Linked DNA regions of Mus musculus: all the other regions are linked to region 2. A link is a contact called in public ChIA-PET and promoter capture Hi-C data. All regions are on one chromosome and are shown on one strand. Each heading gives the region's core, a stretch centred on a gene start, on an enhancer-like site or on the middle of the called end of the contact. The rest is flanking DNA. Distances are from core to core; before and after follow the strand shown. Region 1 has its middle 28 kb from the start of 2610300M13Rik. Region 2 holds the start of Hpgds (hematopoietic prostaglandin D synthase). Region 3 overlaps Gng12 (guanine nucleotide binding protein (G protein), gamma 12).

What was found. Promoter capture Hi-C pulls out the DNA fragments that hold promoters and counts their contacts. ChIA-PET counts read pairs in DNA pulled down with a chosen protein or histone mark.
Region 1: an RNA polymerase II ChIA-PET map of memory CD8 T cells shows a contact between it and region 2, with 7 times the contacts expected there. The contact joins the enhancer-like site here to the promoter of Hpgds in region 2. A contact is called at or near these places in 10 of 39 promoter capture datasets (the 3T3-L1 cell line, 3T3-L1-derived adipocytes, HPC-7-derived erythroid cells and 6 more), 1 of 115 datasets of contacts at active chromatin or transcription factors (memory CD8 T cells) and 1 of 9 other capture datasets (liver).
Region 3: a contact with region 2 is called in a promoter capture Hi-C map of pre-B cells, with 2.1 times the contacts expected there. The contact joins the enhancer-like site here to the promoter of Hpgds in region 2. A contact is called at or near these places in 2 of 39 promoter capture datasets (pre-B cells and stem cell-derived epiblast-like cells) and 2 of 9 other capture datasets (liver and macrophages).

Annotation. Positions count from the first base shown.
Region 1 is chr6:66,491,837-66,496,301 of GRCm38.p6, forward strand. It overlaps the pseudogene Gm19764. Among named protein-coding and RNA genes, the nearest start is that of 2610300M13Rik, 28 kb to the left of the region's middle. Within about 2 kb of position 2,060, at least 23 of the 459 cell types and tissues checked have an H3K27ac peak or open chromatin away from gene starts, as enhancers often do. A contact at or near this core is called in memory CD8 T cells, where this site is marked.
Region 2 is chr6:65,142,285-65,146,383 of GRCm38.p6, forward strand. Hpgds (hematopoietic prostaglandin D synthase) reads right to left here and starts at 2,446. Exons shown (of 6, transcript NM_019455.4): 1 at 2,389-2,446.
Region 3 is chr6:66,926,421-66,930,826 of GRCm38.p6, forward strand. The region is part of intron 2 of Gng12 (guanine nucleotide binding protein (G protein), gamma 12); the gene reads left to right. Among named protein-coding and RNA genes, the nearest start is that of 4930597O21Rik, 4.4 kb to the left of the region's middle. Within about 2 kb of position 3,016, at least 100 of the 459 cell types and tissues checked have an H3K27ac peak or open chromatin away from gene starts, as enhancers often do. A contact at or near this core is called in pre-B cells, where this site is marked.

The DNA.
Region 1 (4,465 bases), core at 810-3,309, 1.3 Mb after region 2:
ACACACTCAACATCACTTTCTCAGAAAAGCAATGAATGTACTGAGTCAGGTTTTTAATGGCTTTTTATATATAAATTATTACTTAACTCTTCCTGATTTTATCCCCAGGGCTGATACTATTCTACATGATGTATATTATAAATGTTTGTTGAGTATTTGGTAGTATGACTAAATAAATGCAGGGGAATTGGAGGACTCTCATATATAATTATTCTTTCAATGGACAGCAGCAGCTTCCTGCACAATTCCTTGAAGGAGCTTGCAAGGAACCTGAAGGAGTAAATAATGCAAAAGAGATGCTAAATGCTTTGAACTCTGCAGAATTCATTCAGTGACTCTTGGTGACCTGTTCCTTTTCTGCTGGCCAATCTTTTACACAGCTCACTATTTCCTAAAGCCTGTGGCATTTCATAACCACCCACAACATAGACATTCCTCCAGTCAAATGTTTTCAACTCAACTTGTATAGTTTGTGTTTGTATGTACAAACATATGTCTGTGTGCACATGCGTGTGCGAGAAAGAGAGAGAGAGAGAGAGAGAGAGAGAGAGAGAGAGAGAGAGAGAGATATTTAGGAACTCTGTCCTGCACTAATTCTGAAAAGAAGCCTTTTTCGTTGTTACAGTCTAGGAACAAGTGAGAATGATGTTATTCACTAATGACCTCATCCATAATGGAATTGTGAAGTGGGTTATGACAATTAGAATTAGACCAGAACAACTTCTAATTCCATCTGGCAAATATCAAGACTTTGTTTAAAAAACAAACAAACAAACAAACAAACAAACAAACCTCAGGCTCTGAATGTAATGGGTCAGGAGAAGATATTAAACCAGTAGGAACATAAACATAAATGGTTATTATAGACTATAAGCAAATGAAATTTCAGTCTTTTGTAACCTGGTAATCAAAGTTTCCATATATAAATATCCTAGCACATATTTCCCATGGTATTTCTATTTTATGTTTTAAGATACATTATTTTGGTAATTTAAACATGTTGAATACTTAAAATCTAAGTAAGACACATATATTACAAGTTTAAAAATAATTGCTAAGGAGAAAATTCTTCTGAGAATGGCATAGGCTATGACCAAATAAGCCAGGACAATAATAAAAAGTGGAATTCTTATATTTTCAGATTATCATTTTTGATATGGATTTAGTAAAACTATTCTGTAAGGCTGGAAAGATGGCTCAGTGGGTAAGAGCACTGACTGCTCTTCCAGAGGTCCTGAGTTCAATTCCCAGCAACCACATGGTGACTCACAAGCATTTGTAATGGGCAACCCATCTGTTGTGTCTGAAGACAGTGATGGTATACTCACATATATGAAATAAGTAAATAAATCTAAAAAATAAATAAATAAAACTATTCTGTATAATTTTCTCACCCAAAACCACTGGCCCTATGCTACTAGGGAAACTGGGGTCTCCTCACTTGGCTTTTAGTCTCATTGATAAAAGAATTTTAAAACAACTTAATAGGAAGCTCATAGACAATTTTATTCAAATCTAAGAGAAAAAAAAACCAGCGTAAAGAAGCTACTGGGATAAGGAGAGGAGAAATGGAAAATGCCATGCCTTTTGTGTTAGAACAGGATATTCAGCACTGGGCATCTTCAAGCAGCTACCTAGAGCAAGCAACTACTCAGCAAAGGCAGGGGGAGAGGTGGAGGTAGCCTAAAGAGAGAAAGAGTGAGAAAGCCCAAAGTACCAGAGAAGCCATACTTGAACTTTGGCCAGTTTAAGAAACAGACTTTTTCAAAGTATAAAAAAAAAAATCCTAACTCAGAAAAGCAGTCAGAGCTGGGCGGTGGTGGTGCACGCCTTTAATCCCAGCACTTGGGAGGCAGAAGCAGGCGGATTTTTGAATTCGAGGCCAGCCTGGTGTACAAAGTGAGTTCCAGGACAGCCAGGGCTACACAGAGAAACCCTGTCTTGAAAAAACAAAAACAACAACAACAAAAAAAAGCAGTCAGACTTAGCACAGCTGCACAGCAGCAGCTCTGTGAGTAGCTGCACTGAGGGCTTCTGGGAGGAAATGTACACGTCTTTGCTCAAGACCAGAATTACCACTCTGTTGACCAGATCTAAAAGAGTACAAAGGATGTTCCCCTTTCTTGTGTTATGAGGGAAATGGAAAGCAGAGTTTAAAGCTTCAGGGATCTCAAAGGCTACTCTAACATCCCCCATTCTAGAGAGGTAAGCCTAAAATCACTTAGAACTTAGTCCAGGATTCAGAGGCCAGAAATCCTCCCGGCATTTCTAGCCTTCAACTGAAATAAGACCAGGAACATCTCCATCTTTGACCCAAGGAGAAGAATGCTCACTCTAAATCTGCCTTACCTACGTCCATATCCTGCCCTTATTGATTAAGGTGGAGATTTATCAGATGCAACTGAGTCATTACAGAGGAAGAGACACTAAAGATGTCCACCTGCCTAACATAAGGACGGCTAGAAATAGTCTCTTCAGGCCCAGATGTGCATCATCCTCAGAAACGGCCACTGCTGGATCTTAATCTGCACTTCTAGCCTCCATGACAATGGGATAATAAATTTAGGTTGTTTCAGCCTCGCAGCCTGTGACATTTTCCTATGACAGGCCATGTCGACCTGTAGGCCCCTTAGTCTGCTAAGAGTGTTGGCTTTAACCATTTTGGAAAGACACTAAATGTCACTGTTATATATCAATTTCTTTATTTTTCATTATAGAGCTTCCTGAACTGCCCCCTGGTCCTTGAAATATTAGCTACATTGCTTGATCTCTCCCAGTCTACAGCCCTAGGGTCTATTTCTAAAGTAATTTCTTTGGTTGCTTTCTGTAGAAAAGGTATAGACCCCGGCATGTTCTTCTTCATAAGACTAATATGGCAATGACGTCACTATTTTTGTTGTCAGAGAGGTGGATTTACTACTGATCATCATTGCTGCTTCCTGTGGCTGCTTGCTGTTACTCATAAATGTCATTGTACTAGAGAGAGTGAAGACGTTACAAGTTAGACTTCAGATGTAAAATGGCCCCACTGAAAGGAACTTTGAATGCCTCCTATGCCACCAGATGACTCGGGTATTGTTAAACCTGGCAGAGATCATGGGCTTTAAAGAAACCTTAAGCTATAATTTCTAGTGACAACTTAAGAGTAGTCAGACTGTACCATACCAATTTACACATAAAAGCAACCCAGATTCAAAACCTTCAGGCTATTCTTTCTTACCAAGGTGGGGCTGTTTGAAACATAAAACTCAATCATCTGAGGCTTTCTTGAAAGTGTCTCAGATATGCTCATAATCTGTCACTACAGCACACTTCTCTGCCTGAGCCACAGAGCAGGGACTGACAAGAAATCCACGTTCTGTGTGTTTCATAATGACTTCCATCTAGGGGAGAGTGATCATGCCTAACCATGACAGGATGCTTCTCTTACAGCAACCACATGTTGCGTTTTCACACTGACAGTTTGAACATGGTTGAGTTACCAGTGAAGTCAGGTCAGAATTTTCATCTCACTCAAATGGATTTGACTTTGGTGACCATAGAAACCATTCAGTACACAGGTGAATAGGCACACACAGACTGACCATAAGACTCCATGTTGAGGTAAGTGCTTCAGTTCTTCCACTAACACTGAAAAAAAACAAAACAAACACACCTGTCTTCATCTAAAGGTAGAGGTGAGAAGAGACTACAAAGCCACAGCCCTGGGTACACAACAGAGTCAATGTAACTGAACCCTTCAGCGGGGTTCTCAACATGCTCATTATTTTCATAGGCATTTACAGAATATGAGAAGTGTTTATCTTGGCTGTTTATATCTTTGCTTCCATATTCATTTAAAAAAAAAAAAAGCCCAGACATTTACCCAAGCTGACAGCATCCTCCAAGATTCTAAATCTTTTCCATGGGCCTCTTTCTTTCCTGTTTGAGAATCATCCCTAATTGCATCAGTCTGTATTTCTTTCTTGGTTCTCTCATATAATATTTGAACAAGTACTTAAGGAAAGAACAACTGCCTTTAACATTATAACCTTATTTATAATATATCCTAGATGTCAGAGACTACCTAAAAATAAATGATATTTTACATGCTGTGAAGAATGCATCTATTATTCAAAAGGTTTATGTTTTACAGCTATGGTTGAACCACCTTACAGGTTCCTAGTCAGTGCATACAATTTTAACATTAATATTTGAAGTAAAATTTTAAATAGACGTTTCCATTTTAGAAGCAAGGCTGCAGTGAGTTGGCATTTTTATCAAGACAAATATTAAACCTACATAATTCTGAAGTGGTCTGATTTCTGTTATGATGTCGTGGCTCTATTGTGGAGATATAAACAAAAATATGAAAGCCTGATAATTTGTTAGCTTATAATGTTCTATGATATCATATGTGTCATTGCATGACAATGAAAATGCAAATTTCTCAGACTTTTGAGACATATAAAGCAGTTTTACAATT
Region 2 (4,099 bases), core at 1,196-3,695:
GCCAAGACAGATCTGTCGGTAAACCTGACTGTAAATTTCAAATGACAGGTCAGGACCAAACCAGCTGGAAGTAGATGAGCTGGGGGAGAAGTTCACCAAGCAGGCAGTGGGGCTTGTGGGAAATGCCTTGTGAATAAGCTAATGTGGTGTTTGTTTAAGTCTAGAGATACAAAGCCTCAAAACAAAACTGATCATATGAACATTTTGCAGGGACATAAAGGGGCAAGATTAAAAGAATGCATATAATTAGACTCAAATTTGCCTCACACAAGAGATGTGGCCAAGTTGGGCATAGTGGCACATGCCTTTAACCCCAATCGTCAGTAGGCAGAGGCACTTGTGTCTTTGTGAGTTCTAGACCAGCATGGCCTATATAAGCCCCAGAACATCCACAGCTACATGGAGAGACCTTGTCCCAACCAACCCAAACAGACAAAAACACCACTCCTGCTATTTGACTCCGCTTTGACTGGACCTGATTTGAATAGAGCTGGAGACCTCTGGCATCATGCTGGCCTCATTTTTCCTGGTGACTTCATTTGTGAACTTTCCTCTCCCATGCTGTTGTAAGAATGTCACATAGAGAAAATAGCGTTTACCCCGAAGAGAACAAAAAAGTTTATCTTCTTTCTTAACACTCCAAGGGAAGTCATGCAAAGTTTCTGATTGAGTAGGTAGATATTTGGAAAATAACATGAGCATTTCCTCAGCACATGGCTGAGCAGAAAAGGCCTTGGGCAACACATGAGCTTAAATAGACTTCTAGCCACGGTAAGATTAAATTCTTAGTATTTACTAACCTTGTGGGGAGACATTTCACATAGGTTAATGGTGCTTTTTTAGAAGCAGTCTGTCTTTTGTGCTTCCACTCTATTAGGTTTGTATCAATTTTTACTTTTCATAATATCGATATTTCAGTTGATCATAAGAAATATGTGGGAGTGGTCAACAGGGACACCTTTAATGTAAATATTAATAGAATGTGAATTGTGGTAAGATCACTTAAGTCTGATTAGGCAGTTGTGCTATTTTGATTAAAGTAATAAAGTTAAAAATAGTATAATATTTGTAGTCTGTATGTCTAAAAGATGATAGAAATCCAAAGCCAATTCTCTGGCAGAAAGAGTCATCACCGATGGCTAGTTGCAACCCCAATTTTATAATTTATTTAACACCAGTGGCCTAACTGAACTCTCGCACTTCAATAAAAGATATCTGGAACTCAGAGATACTTGGGGTTCCCTGCCACGTTCTTTTCACATGTCCAGCAATTCTGCAATAGCTTGAGTCTGGAGTACACAACTGGAAGCATCCCTGGTCTTGCCGACAGTCTTAACCCCACCCCACATGTGGTGGACACGGCACACTGTTTGCACCTCTATTTGTGTAGAGTCTGGTATTTTAAAATGCAGGAGCTGGATGCAGAGAGCAGCTGAGGAGCTACTGTTCACAGGACATCTTGTCCATGTTGGACATCTTGCCCATGCTGGCATCTCCTAACAGAAGCCACTGCTCCTAACAACTAGGGGATGGAGCGTACAGGATTTCACGATTTCATAGTGCAAGGGGGGAGGGGAGTTTTAGTTCAGACCTGGACAATTTACTGGTAGGGAGTAAAAAATGTAGATCAAAAAAGAAATAGATGACACTTTATTTGCTAAGTTGCTCATTTCAAACACTGGATGCTTAATTTTGAATCAGTGAACTGGGATCTCTATTTTCTATCAAAAACCCCCAGAGAAATGCCACTTTCGAGGCTTGCTTTATGTTAACACCTGAGCACAGGGAGTAGCTACACTGCTCTTTAGGATTGTTAAGTTCAACCATCTGAACTGAAGTAAATCTTTTAAACTATCTCTACTGTCAAATGGTGAAGGAAGCAATTCTTGGACAAGCATAGACACATTTCAACCAAATATGCCTTAACATGATAGAATGTGATGCAAAAAAAGCCCCCGGACACACACACACACACACACACGCACACACACACACACACACACACACACACACACACACACACAGAGCACGCGCACACTCACATGCATGTGTGTGCACACGTATACAGGGTTGAAGGGGCATAAATGAAAATTTATACTGCTTTACATTCTAAAGAAAGTTACCAAGAGAGTTCTAAAGATGTTATCAAGGATGATCAAGATGGGATTTTCTTTTTCCTTCAGGGGTGGTGATGCTCAGGGAATTTCTAGAAGCTTTTGGATCCACAGCTCTTACAGGTTGTCATCCGATTTCTACGTGACCATGTGTGTATGAAAGCCTGGAGTGAGCTGACGCTGTTAAGATGGAACATATAGACCACCGAACAGTCTCAAGCTGGGGAAGACGGGGAGAATCAAACAGAAAGAAGAAAGAGTTCGTGTCACTTACCTATGCAGAGAGCCTTTCCTGTGCCGTGTCTCCGTGTCTCAGTTCCTGTCTGTACAGTGGTTTCTGTGATGAGTGGCAGTCACAAGACAGCCAGAGGCCACTTCCTCCACCTAAAAGCCTTCCTGCCTTTCTCACATGAGATGCACGAGTCCAAAGTTCAGCCTGTAAAGAGCTCTGGGTAGCTTTTGTCATCATTTCACAAGCTCTCTACATTAGTCCAACGTATTTGCATAAAGAGTAAAGTCGCAGTCACAGGTGCTTGTGTGTACAGATTGCTACAAGCTCTTTATTCTTAGTCTTACACCACAGACTTCTGGGGAATGAGAAAACAAGCCCTGTCACGTTTTCTTACAGAGACAAAAGTGTCTTACTTCATTTCCCAGTCTCCCTGGAGACGCCTTTGCCCCGTGCCTTCTCACCCGCGTCCACCCCCAGCACACGCACCGTTTGCTCACCGTTTGCTCTTCATCATGACGTCCCTCACTGCATGATTTATTTGTTTGGTCCCTGCCCTCACACAAGCAGTGTCTGTAACATCCAGTGCTTCAATGTTCCCTCTTTTGAGCTTTCTCCCTTCTACAGGATTGTTGGACATGTCACATAGACCCTGATCTCTATCTGATGGCTGAACGCTCTTAGCATTTCGGCATGGGTCAGACTTTTAAAGACTACATTTGCATGGTTGCTTGAGTTCTGTTTACACTCATTTCTTGGAAGAGGTCCACAGTTTGAAAGAGTCTTAGTGTACAAGATTCAAATACTCCATGAGAGTACCTTTTTCTAGTAGGAACTCATATCTATCAGCTTTAAATTATAACACAAGTTTAATTTCAGTGATAATATTAGCACAGCTTACTGAAAATGTCCAATAAAATATCTGCCTGTGCATCCTGAAATCTGGAAGTTACCCAATGAGACATTGAAACCACACGGTGCTTTTCATGTCCCCAGAACAATCATACCTAGGGGCAACTCTTTTTTTTTTTTAATTTAATTTTATTTTTATTAGGTATTTTCCTCGTTTACATTTTCAATGCTATCCCAAAAGTCCGCCATACCCACCCCCCCAATCCACTACCCACCCACTCCCCCGTTTTGGCCCTGGGGTTCCCCTGTACTGGGGCATATACAGTTTGCAAGTCCAATGGGCCTCTCTTTGCAGTGATGGCCAACTAGGCCATCTTTTGATACATATGCAGCTATAGTCAAGAGCTCCAGGGTACTGGTTAGTTCATAATGTTGTTCCACCTATAGGGTTGCAGTTCCCTTTAGCTCCTTGGGTAATTTCTCTAGCTCCTCCATTGGGGGCCGTGTGACCCATCCAATAGCTGACTGTGATCATCCACTTCTGTGTTTGCTAGGCCCCGGCATAGTCTCACAAGAGACAGCTATATCTGGGTCTAGGGGCAACTCTTATCAACCATGTCATAAGATCCATTTCAAACGAGCTTCTTTTTACTTTGAAAAAGAAAACAAAAAACCTCCAATGATAAATGAGAAAAATATAAATATACATAATATAAATATAAAAATTATATAAATGTAAATAATATAAATACTAATTTGTAAAAAGTTTAAGAAGACACGGGTACAGCCTCTTTTCTGCTCATTACAAGAAGCGAAATAGATGCTGTCTGAGGTGAGGTTAATGGACACAGTGATAAAGGCTCTCACTGAAAACTGTGTAAAATCAGCTGCAAAATGAACGACG
Region 3 (4,406 bases), core at 1,766-4,265, 1.8 Mb after region 2:
AGCACCAGCGCCATCTGCACAGCCGCTTTATATGAAGGTGAAACCTGAGACTGGAATGTAAAGATGAAAGACACTGAGGTCAGGGGACACCTCGGGGAGTCAGCTGGTGGCCATAACCCTGAGGTTAACGCTTGCTTTCTAGTTAGTAATGTGTGGTATATGGCCCCTGTAGGTAGCCCTGGAGCTGGACTGATTTTTTTTTCATTGCCCCACCTATTTTTAAGGTTCAAACCTCTTCTGATAAAGTGTGGGAAGTTTAACTGGGAATTATTTGAGTAAAATCAATCTGGAGGAGTTGTCCAAAATTCAGAACTAAAAAGGGACTTTTCTGCACGGGCCATCAACCCCTACTTGGGCTTCCTTAGATCATGGTGTGCAGTTTTATTTGTGTGCTGTTTTAACTTGAGTTGGCGCCTTGATTTCACATTTATCTAAGTCACTGGTTATGCTCAGCCAGCAGCAGTGTGGCCTTCTGCAATGACTGTCTAGAAAATAGAGACCTTAAAGAAGAGAGTCTTGGAGACTTGGAGAGAGTCCCCAGTCTTGGTCTTCATGGCAGGACAGGCTCAGTATTCTTAGAAAAATAATCTGGGGCTGGAGAGATGGCTCAGCAGTTAAGAGCAGTGACTGTTCTTCTAGAGATCCTGAGTTTGACTCCCAGCAACCACATGGGCTCACAACCATCTGTAATGGGATCCGTTGCCCTCTTCTGGTGTGTCTGAAGACAGCTACATATTTATTCTTATAAGTAAATCTTGAAAGAAAGAAAGAGAGAGAGAGAGAGAGAAAGAAAGAGAGAGATAGAAAGGAAGGAAGAAAACTAATCTGAGAATTTACCTTGGTGTGCATGATTTTTATTTTTTATATGGCACTTTTTAACTAATAAAATATTCCAAATGAGAACAAACCAGAGCTTCAAGAACAGTGAGCTGAGGCGAGGCTAAGTAGCCTGCTTCTGTCAGCCTTGGCTTAAATTAACTAGCTTTTCCTCTATAAAAAGTCTGATAATTCTGTTACTTCGAACTGTGGACATGAAAGGTACCCAAGTTAAATTATCATGCAGCCAGCAAACATGTTCAGTGCCTGCCTTCTGGTCTGTATACTTTGGGATTACACTGTAAGACCAGGTTGAAATGGGATTCACAGGAAAGTACTTACCAGTGTGACTGCATTGTGGTAGAATACTCAGGAAATAGCACCGTTTCTGTTGTTACTGTTGCATCTAAGTTTAGAACTTCTTGAATTAGCCAGAATTAACCAAGAGAAGGATGAAGAAATAGTTGGCATGCCAGCCCAGCAAGGCGAGGCACATGACGCTGTGGGATGGAGCCTAACATACCTGCATCTGTAGTACAGTAATGTATGGTTCCACACAGCGTTCGTTCTTGGGAGGCCTTCAGACATTAGGAGCAGTATACATGTTTAGTCTGTAAATAAATGGATATATTTTGTCAAGAAGGCACCGTGATCAAAAAGTAATAATAATAATAATAAGGAAGAAAGGAGAGCATTCATGTTTTCAAGGACACAAAGACATGCCTTTTAAAACTGGTCAAATGTTAATTGTGAGCATATAGTTCATAAAAATTTTCAACATTGATAATATAACGACTCTAAAGAGAAGCAGTAGAAAGAAGGGCCAGTTTCCATTATTTTATTGAGTTGCAAACGTGAATTCTGGTGTTCTTATGAATGCAGATTGATATTTTCATGTAGGTGGGAACCTGTGTTGGCGCTATGGGTCTGTCTTTACATCTTCCCTCATTGTGTATTGCCCTTTTCCTGTGTCCTCATGCTCCCAGTTCTTCTTATAATGGCAGTAAAAGAAACCCTGCCCTGCTAAGTGCCTGTTGGCTTAGCTTTTCACCTGAATTGTAGAATATCAAAAGGCAGTGTACTTTTCTTGTTACATGTAAATTAGGCAACTGAAGCAATGCCTAACATTTGAAGCACAGTGAGACACATGTGGCATATATTGCACAGTGAAAAGCATAAGGCAAAACATTCAGATAGTTGAATCCCAAAGAGGTTAAACAGAGTTTTAATGTAGGAAAACATTTAGACCCCAAGAACCTCAGTGTCTTTGTCTCTAAAATGGGTATAGTTGTTTTGTGTCCCCTGAGGTGTTTGTATCTTCTATGCCTGATGGAGTGTCCATTGTAAATTACTGGTTCAGCACTTAGTTGTTGGCAGAAGGAAATGAAAGAAGGCAACCCTGATTGATTGGTGGATGGAGCAGCTGCTCTGGGGGGGGGGGGGGGGGGGAGCCCAGAGGCTCCTGAATTAGATGGCACAAATACATCCTGAGTACGTCACATTTGTCCTGTCAGTTGCAAGTTCGATAAAGTGAATGTTCCTAAATCTGCAAGCCCTGCCATTTTATGAATATTAAGGCTAAACATATCAGAAAAGCAAACTGACCAGTCATGACCTTGAAATGTTAAGGGCTATATCATGAAGGAGGCAGCTGTTTCTTTACTGTCATTAAAGGTCCATGCTTGTCTCGGCTCATTAACTTACCCCCTTGGTTGCATTGCTTTTTAATTTTAAATTTCTCATGGTCACCAAATGGCTGTCACAGCCTTTCAGCCAGCTTTAAAGCACCAGTAATACACTCCTAATTTTGCTGAGGACACAGAATCCTTTCCTGTGTCCTCCCCAGGTGTCCCTTCAGGTCTCATTGAATTGACCTCAGCTTGGCCACCCATCCAGAGCTCCCAGCATCCCTACACAGAAACCCAGACTTTGTCAGCAGGAACATTTTGGGAGCTGTCTGCCCAGTGACCAGGAGTGGTACTGCACATAAAACAGTGGAGGGAAAAAGAAAAACAAAAGATGGACAGGATTTTTCTGTGGGATTCTGATAACCCTATTAAGGGGTTCAGGAGTTACAAATCCTGAACTGAGGATTCTATTGGTTTTGAATCTAGGAGGAACACTGGAAAATACTCTCTGTTGTATATGTAAGAGTTTTCATCCCTACCCCTGCCTTTAAAAAAAAAAAAAAAAAAAAAAAAAAAAAGCTAAAAAAAAAAGTATGAATGTAGCCATGTCCGTGGGTGCCCACAAAGGCCAGAAGAGAGCATTGGCTTTTCCTGAGCTGAAGTTACAAGTGATGCTGATTCATTTAACCATGTACTGATACTCTCTGCCAGAACGGTACCTGTGAGCCTGCCTGCCTTCCAGTCCTTGCCTTACTTTAATCTTCATTTACTTATTCTTTCACATTGTTAAACATGTATGTATTTGACCACACTCACCTCCTTACCCTCTCTTACCCTATCCTGTGCCCTCTTCTTTCTGCTGCTCATCCCTTTCATGTCTTAGAATCTGCTTGTGACTCAGTGTCTCACAGAGTTTAATTAGGGTTGCTTAAGTAACCACACTTGGTTATTTACCAGACCACGGGCAAGTTACTAGTGGTGTAGCACTCAAGAAAATGACTTCCCCTTTCCTGGCAACCATTAACCACATTAGCTCCTCAGGGCACAGTGAGACGTCATGAACGTTGATGGATTCAGTGTTGTGCAGGTCATGAGCAGATAACCACGGTTGCTGTGAGCTCGTGAGTCTCAGCTCTCCTCCACCCTCCTGCTCTCAGTGTTCTTCCCACCCTCTCCCAAGTCTGCAAAGGGCTCTCGTACCACCTTCCTTTCTGGGTAGAGGAACGAAAGAATTGGAGACGTATGGAGGTTTGTGTTAGGCGTCTGAAATGTTTTAACCTTGAATATTGCCAGAAATACATCAAAACTGGCCAAAGAACTATTAACAGATTAATTACTCACCCACGCCCCGTGAGGAGGAGAAGAAAATGTACAACAGTATTAGGGCAGACAGGCGTTTGAGAGTGTTTGCACTGAAGCTTTGCAGAAAAGTACAGGAGTGTGAGGGTCCCTCAAAAAGTCGCCCATCCTCAGTTTATGTTGACTGCCTGGGCTAGTCCAGGTAGCAGAGACCCTGGAATTTATTCAGAGTTAAATTGTGCTCATATCCCAGGAGTCCAGATTTCTGATCATTTAAAAAAAAAAAAAAAAAAAAAGGAGGGAGGGAGGGAGGAAGGGAGAGAAAGAAAAGAAAATGAAAGGAAAGAAAGGAAAAAGAAAAGAAAAAAAGAAGAGAGAAAGAGGCTTTGTGGGGTCATATTAACTTGAATAACAATGTGTTTCTTTTGTAATTCATATTTACTATCTTCTTTTGGACGTACTACCCAAAAGCTTACATTCCTATATGGTTAGAGGGTCCACATCAGACAGAACCACTGCTGAGAGAGGGTAGCATATCACAGAGAGGACCAACAGTGAGAGAGGATACGCATCACATGCAAGACCATGTAAACATTAAAGACACTTCATAAATAAAAGTCCACCAAGACTCATGCATAATTTGTTACATTGTGCTTATGGAGG